Regions from separate parts of the Mus musculus genome. Here all the other regions are linked to region 1. A link is a contact called in public HiChIP or PLAC-seq and promoter capture Hi-C data. All regions are on one chromosome and are shown on one strand. Each heading gives the region's core, a stretch centred on a gene start, on an enhancer-like site or on the middle of the called end of the contact. The rest is flanking DNA. Distances are from core to core; before and after follow the strand shown.

Region 1 (3,640 bases), core at 645-3,144:
TGTGTGTGTGTGTGTGTGTGTGTGAGAGAGAGAGAGAGAGAGAGAGAGAGAGAGAGAGAGACATGTAATTGCCAATGTGAAGACCAGAGCAGATGCTAGATGTCTTTTTTCAATAGCTCTACACATTATATTTACTCATCAGTTCATTAACTCATTCCTTTGAAATAGGGACTGTCACTGACCTAGGATAGCTTGACTGGCCAATGACCTTCTCGAAGCAGTGGGTCTCCGCAGCCTGGGTTACAGACTACCTCACCCCCAGCTTTGAAAATGGGTGCTGGGAATCCCAACTCCGTCCTCCTGCTTGTTGAGCAAGCACTTTACTGATTAAGCCATCTCTCCAACCCCATACCTCTGGTTTTTGACACGGGGGTCTTTCCTTTATCTGGAGCTTATTAAACAGGCTAGTCCGCAAGCCCCAGGGATCGGTCTGTGCCTGCTGGTGCTGCAAGCACAGGCACCTCCACACCAGCATGGGCACCAGAGGTCCAACTCTGATCCTTCAAGCACTTTATTGGCTGAGCTATCCCTATAGTCTTCAAATTGTTATTTGCCATAGACATACTTTTTTTTTAAGCTACTATTGTTTATTTGTTCATGCGGATTGTTTTACATGCGTTCTGGTCTTTTCTAAGGTATAGTCCGGTAGCCATTTTCAGGCTGAATGTACCAGCAGACTGGAGTAAAAACCGAAGGACTTGAGTAAATATTTTGAATTCTTCTGATGGCTCATTGTACATTTTTGAGAGCTGAGAGGTGAAGGGTGGGGCCTTTGCACGGAACGGCTAAGACGGGGTAATGAGAATGATAGTTTTGCGTTGAAGTGGGGAAATACTCGTGGGCATGTGTTAAAGAGGCCGTTATAAATCCCAGCTGAGGGCACCCTACAAAATAACAGTACTCGGGGAAAATCTGGGGATCAACCCAAGAAACTGAACCAGGAGCTTAGGAGAGATGAACAAAAGCGATGTCCTCCAACAGGAAATAAAAAAGCATTTGGTAAAAAGAAAACCTGAATAAATAGTGACTTAAACAAGTGCTTTGTACTTACATAAGTGGCTGAAACTGGGTACTAGATGTGAGTGAACTCTTTTAAAGTATCTTTTCAGTTTTTTGTGCAAATCCAAAACGGTTCTAAACAAGAGTTTCTCAAGAGGGGCCTAAAATAGCAGTCTTTCCTTAGGTTCATATTTTAAATAAGAATCCGAAGGAAGTGAAAGGTCTAATAGAAATCAGTAATATTCCAGAGATATTCTTGACTGTTCCCCCATCCCCCAAGCTAGTCCTTACTAGAAACTGTCTAATAACACATTCTCGACCATCTCTAATGCTCTGGAGAGGGAACACCAGGAAACCTTTTGCAAAACCCCCTTTGGTGCGGCTGCCGGGGTTGTTCCCAGGGCTAACGGGCGTGCCATCTGCTCGCAGCCCAGGTGCTAACCAGGGTTCACGTGTCACCTGGCGGCGCCGGGTGCTAGGGAGCCGCCCTGGCAGGTCCCGGCAACTCGGCTCCCGCAGGTTGCTGGGGGCAGGGCGGCGTCCGCAGCATCCCGCGCGTGCGGATCGTTTCCCCGGCTCCATCTGCTGCGCTGGGGGCCGGCGTGGGTCGGTCCCCCACAACAAAAGGGCGCCCCGCGGAGAGCGCGCCGGCCCGCGCCGCCCCGCCCCGGCTTCCCGCGTCCGCGCCCGCGTCCCCGCGGGAAACGCTCCCGCGTCACCGCCTCCAGGTACCCGGAAGGGGGAGGGGGCGAGGCGACAACAATCCGGCGGGCGGGCGAAGGGGAGGAAAGGCGCGGCGCCGAGCGCCAAGACAGCGAGGGGCGGGGCTTCGGGCCGTGCCGCCGCGCCATTGGTCGGCACCGCCCCGCCGGCCGCCGCGCATTGGTGAATGCTCAAATTCAGTCTCAAGGCGCCAGAGGAGGTGTTTTAGCGGGGACCGCGATCCAGGGCTGGAGCTTGGCTTAGGCGGGTAGGAGACGCTGTCGCTACGCGGACACCGCGGGTGGAGCGGAGGATCTGCGAGCCTTGCCCTGCCCTGCCCATGTCGCCAGCCGGCCGCTGAGATCTACACGCTCTGCCCGCTCACGCGTGCGGCTGCGGACGTCCCCGGAGAGACCCTCCATCGCGCAGCGACAGTAAGGAAGCGTGCGGCCCCCTCGGATGGGGAGGCGGGAATGCGGAGACGGGTTACCCGCCGCCCTGGATGCCGTCCCACAGGCCCCGGGTCCGAGTGCCCCCTGGGGTTGTGCTGGCTGCAGCGCTAGGTGAAGGAGGCTGGTCCCCACTACCACCTACCCCCACGATTTAGGGGTCCCCTGGGAAGAGTTTCACTTGGGGTGTGCTTAGATGCCTAGGGAGGGGCTGAGCGCTTCCCGCATGGGTTGGTCTCTAGATCAGGTTTCAGTCTACCCCCTAGATCAAACCCACTCAAAGTTGAATTCCTCCCGGTTCTTTGCGCCAAAATTAACTGACCTGGGAGACCCTGTAACTTTCTTGGCATTTGCCTAACACCTTCCTTCCTTGGTAACTATTTTGCCTGTTGCTTTTCATAAAGGATTGCAGTTTTGTTCAGTTTTTTCGTCTTCCCAGATTTCCAGTGATTCCTAAGTATATTTTAAGTGTTTGTCCGTGTGAGTTTTAATGAGGAATGGAGGGTGTCTTCATTCTTGGAAAATTCCAGGAATGCTGTAGGAAGGGAAAGTTGATGTTCACAAGTGGCATTTTGTCGTTGTTGTTGTAGGGGGAAATAAATGTAAAATCATTTTCTGATATAGTTGTGTGTTCCAGATGGAGGTGAATTGTTTAACACTAAAAGACTTGATCAGCCCCAGGCAGACCAGACTAGATTTTGCCATTGAAGATGCAGAGAACGCACAAAAGGTAAGCACAAATAAATACTTTATAGTCTCCAGCATGTTTTGGATGGTGATGCCTAGCTTTCGTCTCGTATACAGCATAATTGTGATGGCCGTTATAGAGGAGTTTTTAGAGAATGGGGCCATTGCGACCTTTGTTTCGGCTCCTCTTAAGTCATTAGTGTTGGAACCAGCTTCTGAAGCCAAAGGTGCATTCTGGATGCAGTGATCAGAAGTTTGTGATGCCTAGAGATCCCAAGGGCAGTTGAATTAATGTTGGAAGAAATTAGAAAGCGTTAATTCCCTGGAACAGGATTTTGTTGTTGTAAATACTGGATTTAATGTCCGAATGCTGAGAAACACCACCTTCCTCCTAATGGACCAACTACAGAGATGTCTCCCAAGAGTTACAGCCTTGCCTCCTAGACAGGGGTCAATGTGACTGACCCTCACCAGCTCCTCTGAATAGTTGACAGCCCTTCTGCTTCAGATATACTGAGCCACACACTCAGCAATGTCTAAACCACCCTGGCCTGCATCAGCACAGGTGTGCAGAACAGATGTCCTTTTGAGAAGACAGAGCTGTGAATCTGAGCGTTGTTTAAGCAACAGCAAACAGATGTAACAAACCAGTTTCAGAAACCTGGAATGGAAATCTCTAGTAGCAACTTCCTTAGGCATTGAACCTCTCTGGAGTCCAAGTGTTAGTTTTAGGTTAGCATCAACAGTGAACCTGCCTGGTGACAAAAGACTTGCCTTTATACAAGACTTTATACAATATTTGG
Region 2 (3,640 bases), core at 409-2,908, 250 kb after region 1:
GACACAAAAAGACTCCAGAAACAGAAAAGAAAACAAAAACAAACCCTAAAAATTAAAACCCATGTATTTGCTCAAATATTTTTAACAATATAAAAGCAATTTAAGAAAAGAGTTTTTATTCGAGGCCAGCCAGGGCTACACAGAGAAACCCTGTCTCAAAACAAACAAACAAAAAAAACCAAACAAACAAACAAACAAAAAAAGAGTTTTCGGAGATGAATGGGAATCCATAGGCAAAATTAAAATTAAAAAAAAAAGACCATTTTTTTAAGATTATTTATTTTATGTATGTGAATACACTGTTGCTGTCTTCAGACACACCAGAAGAGGGCATCAGATCTCATTATAGATAGCTGTGAACCACCATGTGGTTGCTCGGATTTGAACTCAGGACCTCGGAAAGATCAGTCAGTGCTCTTAACCACTGAACCACCTCTCCAGCCCCAATCAACCCAATTTTTCAAACTCAAATTACATAAAAATCAACTCAAAACTTATTACAAAACTAAATGTTAAAAAAAAAAAAAGTATAACCTTTAAAAAGGCAGTGAGACCAGGCATCTAAAGGCTAAAGATTTCAAAGGAAGGAGCATACTAGTCCACAACGTAATCTGGACCTTTGTTTTCTAGCCTCCAAACTGGGGAAGGGCTCTCCACAAGTAAACCGTCTGGTCTGTTATTTGATCCCAGCAGCCCTAGTAAACTAGTGCAGACAGGAGATACTTTACCAAAGATACAGGAAGGAAGATATACAGGAGAAAGGATATTTACTATCATCAGCCACTTCCCGAGTGGCAAACATCACAAACTACAGGGTGGGTTAGAAGTGTCCAAGGGTGTGGTTGCCATATCAGTCCTGTAATCCCATCACTCAGGACACTGAGGGAGGAGATTGCAAGTTCCTGGTCAAAGTGGGCTGGCTACATAGGAGATGTTATCTAAGAAAGAAAAGGGGTGGGCATCAGGCTGAGAAGATAGTTCCTCAGATAAAGTGATGACTTTAAGCCATATGGACATAATAAACTTGTCTTTAATCCCCAGCCCTTGGGAAACAAGGGGCAGGTTCTCCAGTAAGCTAGCGAGACTAAGCTAGCTGGATGGTGAGCTCCAGGGTCAGCAAGAGACTACCTCAAACTATAAGGCAGAGAGCAACCAAGAAAACCAGTATCAACACACACACACAAGCACACGCACACGTGTGCACACACACACACACACACCACATGGGGGGGGAGGGGAATACACACACACACACATACACAGTGAGTGGGTCAGTCATAATTTAATAGAATTGCCGTCTCCACATCTATTTTTAAGCTTGACATAAAATATCTGAAAACAAGTGCTACCTTGTCATCTCTGGCCTACTTAAAACTTCCCTACTTGAGTGACTGCAATATAGCTAGTTTGTTCTTTATTTCCTAATCTCACATCAAACAACCCCACAGCTGTTAGCCATGATAAAACCTAACGGTCAGTTGTCAGTGCCCGTGTAAATGAGGCACTCACTCATCCGTGTGCGCTGTGGGGGCAGAAGACAGCTTGGCAGACAGAGGTGCTTGCTGGGGAAGCTCGCCTCAATCCCTGGAATCTGCACAAGGCTGAGGAGACTCAGCTCTGTTAAGCTGTCCTCTGAATACGCGTGCTGTGTCACTATGCAAATCATGTGACCCACACAGCACGCCTGCACATTCAATAACTAAGCTTTGGCTAGCAAATCCACACCCTTTCTTTCCCTTCCCCAGCAAGGTCAACACTGCCACCCTCGTGACCCTTCATAAAGGCACATCAAAAGTTGTCTCCTCTCTCTCCCTACTTCCAGTTCACCTTTAGCCCCTCATACTTACTGCAAATGTCTTCTGTTTCTTGCACTCAGGTCTCACCTTTTAACACATACCTGATCCTAACTCCACACCCCTGCACCCCTGCCAGCACTCTCCTACAGAATGGTAACTTAACTGAATCACAAAAGAAATCTGAAAATCAGACTGGAAAGAAGCCAGAACAATGAAATAAGAAAGCAACATCACCAAGTACCAATGAGGATCAGAGACTGTGTCACACATACTCAGCTGACGGTAATGTAAAATGCACAGCCACTCTGGAAAGAGCTTGATTTCTTAAAAACACTAGTATACAGCCATGTGATCCAGTAACTGCATTAGAATAAAAATTTTGCTTGTGTAAATACCTGTACATAAATAATTATAACTAAATACAAAAACTATGATATATATTGATATACATACATAGATATACTTTAACAAATATAATAGAAGCTGGGAACCCAGGTCATTTGCAGTATATGTATAAAATGGTCTATTCACACTATGGAACAGCAGTCAGTAATAAAAGGGAATGACCCACCAGGAGTACCTGACAAATCTCCAACAACTATGCTGCATGGGAGAAAAAATAAATAAACCCTGTATGGAACATTCTAAATGATTCCACTCATGTACTACCTGTTTGTGTGTATGTGTGTATGTGTGTACGTGTGTTGCATGTGTGGATATGCATGGAGATGTGTGTATGTGTGTACATGTGTGTGCATGTATGGGTATGCATGGAGATGTGAGGATGGGTTCTGAGGCCTAAAGTTGACATGGGGTGTCTGCCTCAATTGCTCTCCATCTTTTTTTTCTTTATTACTTTTATGTATGGCATCCTCAGAGGCCAAAAGAGGGTGCCAAATCTCGTGGATGGAGTTACATGCACTTGTGAGCTCTGGCCTTCTGGAGGAGCAGTGAATGATCTTACCACAGTGCTTTCTGAGCCAGGCAGGGGCTCTCACTGAACCTGGAGCTCAGTCAGCATCTGGCTCGAATGGCTGGCCAGCTCTGAGAACCCTTTTCTTTCTGCCCCCAGCTCCAGGGTTACACGTGCACATTGCTCAGCCCAGCTTTCACGTGGGTCAAACTCAGGTCTTCATCCTTAAACGCATAAGCTTTTACCAACTAAGCAATTTCTCCATTCTCCAAAAGACATTTGTGGAAGACATAGAAAATGTAGAAAACCTACACAGATGGATGCTGTCCAATAGACCTGTGCAATAGGAAGACAGCCCTCAATTTTGTGCTGTCAGAAGCAATAGTTGCTAGACACATAACACTAATATACACTCAAGATTTCAGTTTTATGACTGAAATGTGAATTTTTATTTTATCAACTTCATTTATTTCGAACAGTCTCATGTCACGGAGGCTGCTGCATAGGAAAATACAGTTCTAAACACCATAAAGGTAAGATTATTACGCTCTGAAGTAAAATTATACCCAGACAGGGTTGAGGAAAACACTACAGATTCTAAACCGTATTACCACTTACATGTTGACAAGGAAATAATTTTATCTAGCGTGTGCCCAAACACCGTCTCAGCAAATGCCCCAGCAGTGGAGGCGTTAAGATCCTGCATAGCTATACTATGATATTCAAACATTCCAAATAAATTAATGTTTACAATGATTCAAAATTAAACCTATAAATCACTGAAGAATGATGGATATTTACAATTTCAGGTAAGGTACATAGACAAACAAAATGTCAAAGTTAAATTAAAAAAAAAAAAGACCCAGAGAAAAGCAAGATTAACAAAGCAGCCATGTGCACTCATCTTGAAATGCATAGGAAAACAATCCGG
Region 3 (3,640 bases), core at 332-2,831, 200 kb after region 1:
CACTACTGTGAAACAGCCAGCACTTGGCACTGGGCATCACCGAGCTGCCTGTGGGGGCTGGACCGACAGCGCTGCACTCTCCCGCCCACTCACTAGCGTCTAAGAGCATTCTTTTACATTTGAAATAAAATTTTGGCTTGATTTGGGTACCACCTCTTAATTAACCTTTCAGAGGAGCTGTTGTGATTTTTAGATGATGAGAAGTTATCTGGTTCCTTCCTCCAGTGAAAACCAGTCTCCTGATTAAAAAAAAAAAAAAGACGTTCTTAAAAAGACAATCAATTCCTTTATGCAGTAGGCTAACATTTGCACTCTGAGAGCTGAAAACGACATTTTTACTTTTGAGATTTTCATTCATATATATATATATATATACATATATATATATATATATATATATATATATATATATATATATAACAAAACACTCTTTGTTGAAGGTGCGCTCACTGGCAGTTTTCCAGGCTTCCACACGCACACACAAATGCACAGATCTCTTTAGCTGTCAAGATGCTTCGACTGACTCATGATTGCCAAGCTCCTTGGAGCCAGCAGTTAGCACTCAGCATCTCTTTCCCTTCTGCCCCATTTGAGCCTGCTGGTGGTGACTCTTTGTCAGGACAGCTCCCTAGAGGGTAGATGGAAATGATCTACATTAGTAACACCTGGGTATGAGACTCTGGCTGGAGAGGTGGCTTGGTGACTTTTGGGTCCCCAGTGCCCTGCTGAGCTCCGGTTCAGAGACCCTGTCTCCAAAGTAAGGTGATCCAGTGAAACACCTGATGTCAACCTCTGCTACTCACGTGGGGGTAGCAAGGTCCCCACTCCCCAGAGGCAGGACCCTAAATAAAGCACTGCTGGAGTCTTGGCTGCTGCACTTCACACAGACCGTTATTACTAAACTGAGCAACGTTCTAGCCCTGCCTAACAAATTTTAAAATCAAAACCAAACAGATAAACTTTTTCCAACTAACCTAACTGAATTATGGAACTAAGTTCGAAATGTTTACAAAAGTATCTAGCATGAATAAAAAACAAAAATTACTAGGTCTGAAAAGAAGGGGGAAACTCATCAACTGTACATTTCTATAATGAGGGTGGGAACTATCAAAAGCCACTAGAACTGGCCAAGATGTAGGGGGGGAAACAAGGGATGGAGGTTATGTAAACACTTACCCTGCAGGGAAAAACTCAGGAAATGCTAGGAATCGTTCAAAAAAGAAAGAGCATTCAGTCAACAGTGGAAGTCCTAGAAACCTTGCTACCATGTGAGGAGCCAGAACTGCCTGAGAGTTCTTGGGAGGGGTTGGGGGGGGGGGGCAGAAAAATATCAGAAGAATGACAGACATTTCCAAATTTGGTAAACTTGTAAATCTATAGATCCAAGCATTTTGATACTATAAACGCTAATCACTAAGCTCTAAAATAGTGCCTTCTCTTAAAACTTCATCAAGGCAGGAGTCTGGGTGCATATTTCTCATCACTGCTACCTGGGAAGCAGGGGCCGGTGAATCCATGGCCAGCCCTCAACAGAGCAGCTCTGCATCTCCAGCAGATGGGGACAAAGCGCACATCCAGGTCAGAGGCAAGGGCTTCCTGGGGGTCAGAGCTGGCCTCCTTGAGTGTGTGACTTAGACCAACACTGCATATTCTACTTGCAACTACAGATTTCCTACTTCAAAAGTCAAAGGTATTTAACAGTAAACACTTTGTGGGATGAGGGCGGGTTTCCTAATAAGCCCTGTCCCCAGATGTACTGCTTTTTCAGATAGTTCTACAAAGTAGAGCGAGACATATGCTAGGAAAGCCGTACCAATCTGGCAAGGTCAGGGACACGTGACTAATGACGAGCGGGAGTGCATCACATGAACATGGAGTTCATTGTCTTGAGCAGTTCTGGACTGAGCATCGACAGTTCTGGAGCCCTTCTATCTCATACCATGAAGTTAATTACGAACTGAATGTTAGTCTAACCTGAAACCACCCAATGATCGTCCCAGCCTCTGAGACCTCAGGAAACGAGACTGATAACAGGGAAGAGCCTCGCCATAATTTTGCCTTTCAAATTTGCAAAAGAAAATGCTTTTGTTTGCTATGCCTGGCATTTGAAATAACCAGGATCAAAGTTTAGTAGAAATCATTTTGTAAAAATAATGCTTTAGACATACTTACATTCAAAATTCAGATTTCTATTCTTCCTGAGGTCCTTATTAGCTCCATGGAATCCAAAAATATACTATGGAAAAAGGTTGTCTTTTTATTGCAAAAGATTTCTCCACATTCAAGGAGCCAGAAACTTTAGAACACCAACAGTTTTACTTTTACAAACCCCTATAAATCCTGCCCCTGACTTCAATCCGATCAAAACAGAACTGCAGAATCTTTATTTTACAGTCTTTCTAAGTGAACTGAGCAGACACCACATTTAAGAGTCAATATTTATTTTGATTAATATTTTACAAAATTTTGACAGGTTTAAATTATGTAAGGAGGACTGATTTATTAAACACTTTACAAGTTTTTCTTTCCACAGAGTAACACAGTAAGTAGCTGAATAATACTTGGCACAGTTATAAATAAAGAAAATATAAAACAAAAACATTCATAGCTTAAGTAGGATGCTTCTTTATGCCTAGTATTTAAAATAAACTCCTACAAAACCAACAAAAATATGAATGAAAAAACTCCCAAGAACTTCGTCCCTAGCTCGTAAAGGAATCCAACTGACAGTGAGAACTCCCTCCAAGGAACCTTCAAACACAGCCTGAGAACTGGATTTATCCGGCCCTGCACACAAGGCCTGCGGAGTAAGGAAACATGGCGCACAGTAGCCTCCAGACCATCTGACAATCCTGTTCCAGACTCGCGGAGACCCAAACAAGCCGTCAGTCTGGAACGCATCTCCTTGCCAATATCTTCCGTGGAGTTCCACATCTACAGGGGTTGCCTGCTTTACGGAGAAGCATCTCTTGCACTGAAAGGATACTGTACCACAAAGAAAGAACATGGTAACAACATTCTTACTCAAACTGAGAAAACCATCGTACTCTAACTGTTGATAAAAATGTATCTGATAAAAATTGCAACTGAGTCTCCATGTGAAGTGACTCGAAATAGAAAATTAAAACAAATCCTAGCATTTTATAAACTTTGAATTTAAAAATTACCTAAAATTTCTCCCCATTAATAGCCAAAACTAGCCGACATTTGTACAGTTGACCAATTTTTTTACATTCTATGACAAAATGGTACAATGCTATTACCACCCCACACCCATCTCTTCCCTTTTCAAAAATAAAGTACATATGCCAATTCTAATATTAAAACCCTCAAGTACAATGAGGGTATTTTGTGGAGGTGACTTACGGTCACAGAGATTACTATAAAATGGTAGTACTTGGAAACACTGAGCATCAACTATGTACATGTCCGCTGCTCCTCCTCCTAAGGCAGGGCGGGTGGACCACTAGATTGCTTTAATACCTGTAGCCAGCAATTTACAGGGAATCCTAAGTTTGCCTAGCACTGGACATGCAGTGAACTTGCAGGGGCGAGTGCCTATTAACAGCGGTATGGAACGTCACGAGAAGCTCATTCATATCTCCCTTTGCTTTTTGGTTGGACAAAATGAACTGAGCAG

What was found. Promoter capture Hi-C pulls out the DNA fragments that hold promoters and counts their contacts. HiChIP or PLAC-seq counts read pairs in DNA pulled down with a chosen protein or histone mark.
Region 2: a promoter capture Hi-C map of embryonic stem cells shows a contact between it and region 1, with 2.4 times the contacts expected there. The contact joins the enhancer-like site here to the promoter of E2f7 in region 1. A contact is called at or near these places in 13 of 39 promoter capture datasets (the 3T3-L1 cell line, 3T3-L1-derived adipocytes, the C10 cell line and 9 more), 1 of 15 datasets of contacts at CTCF or cohesin (the NIH/3T3 cell line), 8 of 484 Hi-C or Micro-C datasets (CD4 T cells, LSK cells, the MNK3 cell line and 4 more), 6 of 115 datasets of contacts at active chromatin or transcription factors (effector CD8 T cells, embryonic stem cells, epiblast stem cells and 3 more) and 3 of 9 other capture datasets (adipose tissue, embryonic stem cells and liver).
Region 3: an H3K27ac HiChIP or PLAC-seq map of embryonic stem cells shows a contact between it and region 1, with 2.4 times the contacts expected there. The contact joins the enhancer-like site here to the promoter of E2f7 in region 1. A contact is called at or near these places in 1 of 39 promoter capture datasets (pre-B cells), 1 of 15 datasets of contacts at CTCF or cohesin (the NIH/3T3 cell line), 3 of 484 Hi-C or Micro-C datasets (CD4 T cells, epidermal suprabasal cells and nephron progenitors), 6 of 115 datasets of contacts at active chromatin or transcription factors (the 230-238 cell line, embryonic stem cells, fetal liver and 1 more) and 4 of 9 other capture datasets (adipose tissue, embryonic stem cells, liver and 1 more).

Annotation. Positions count from the first base shown.
Region 1 is chr10:110,743,545-110,747,184 of GRCm38.p6, forward strand. E2f7 (E2F transcription factor 7) reads left to right here and starts at 1,895. Exons shown (of 13, transcript NM_178609.5): 1 at 1,895-2,135; 2 at 2,788-2,880. The coding sequence starts at 2,788.
Region 2 is chr10:110,990,658-110,994,297 of GRCm38.p6, forward strand. The region is part of intron 1 of Zdhhc17 (zinc finger, DHHC domain containing 17); the gene reads right to left. Among named protein-coding and RNA genes, the nearest start is that of Zdhhc17, 18 kb to the right of the region's middle. Within about 2 kb of position 1,659, at least 91 of the 459 cell types and tissues checked have an H3K27ac peak or open chromatin away from gene starts, as enhancers often do. A contact at or near this core is called in LSK cells, adipose tissue, cerebral cortex and 2 more, where this site is marked.
Region 3 is chr10:110,939,355-110,942,994 of GRCm38.p6, forward strand. It overlaps Zdhhc17 (zinc finger, DHHC domain containing 17), which reads right to left. Exons shown (of 17, transcript NM_172554.2): 17 at 2,425-3,640. It overlaps Csrp2 (cysteine and glycine-rich protein 2), which reads left to right. Exons shown (of 6, transcript NM_007792.4): 6 at 1-160. Among named protein-coding and RNA genes, the nearest start is that of Csrp2, 21 kb to the left of the region's middle. Within about 2 kb of position 1,582, at least 21 of the 459 cell types and tissues checked have an H3K27ac peak or open chromatin away from gene starts, as enhancers often do. A contact at or near this core is called in embryonic stem cells, where this site is marked.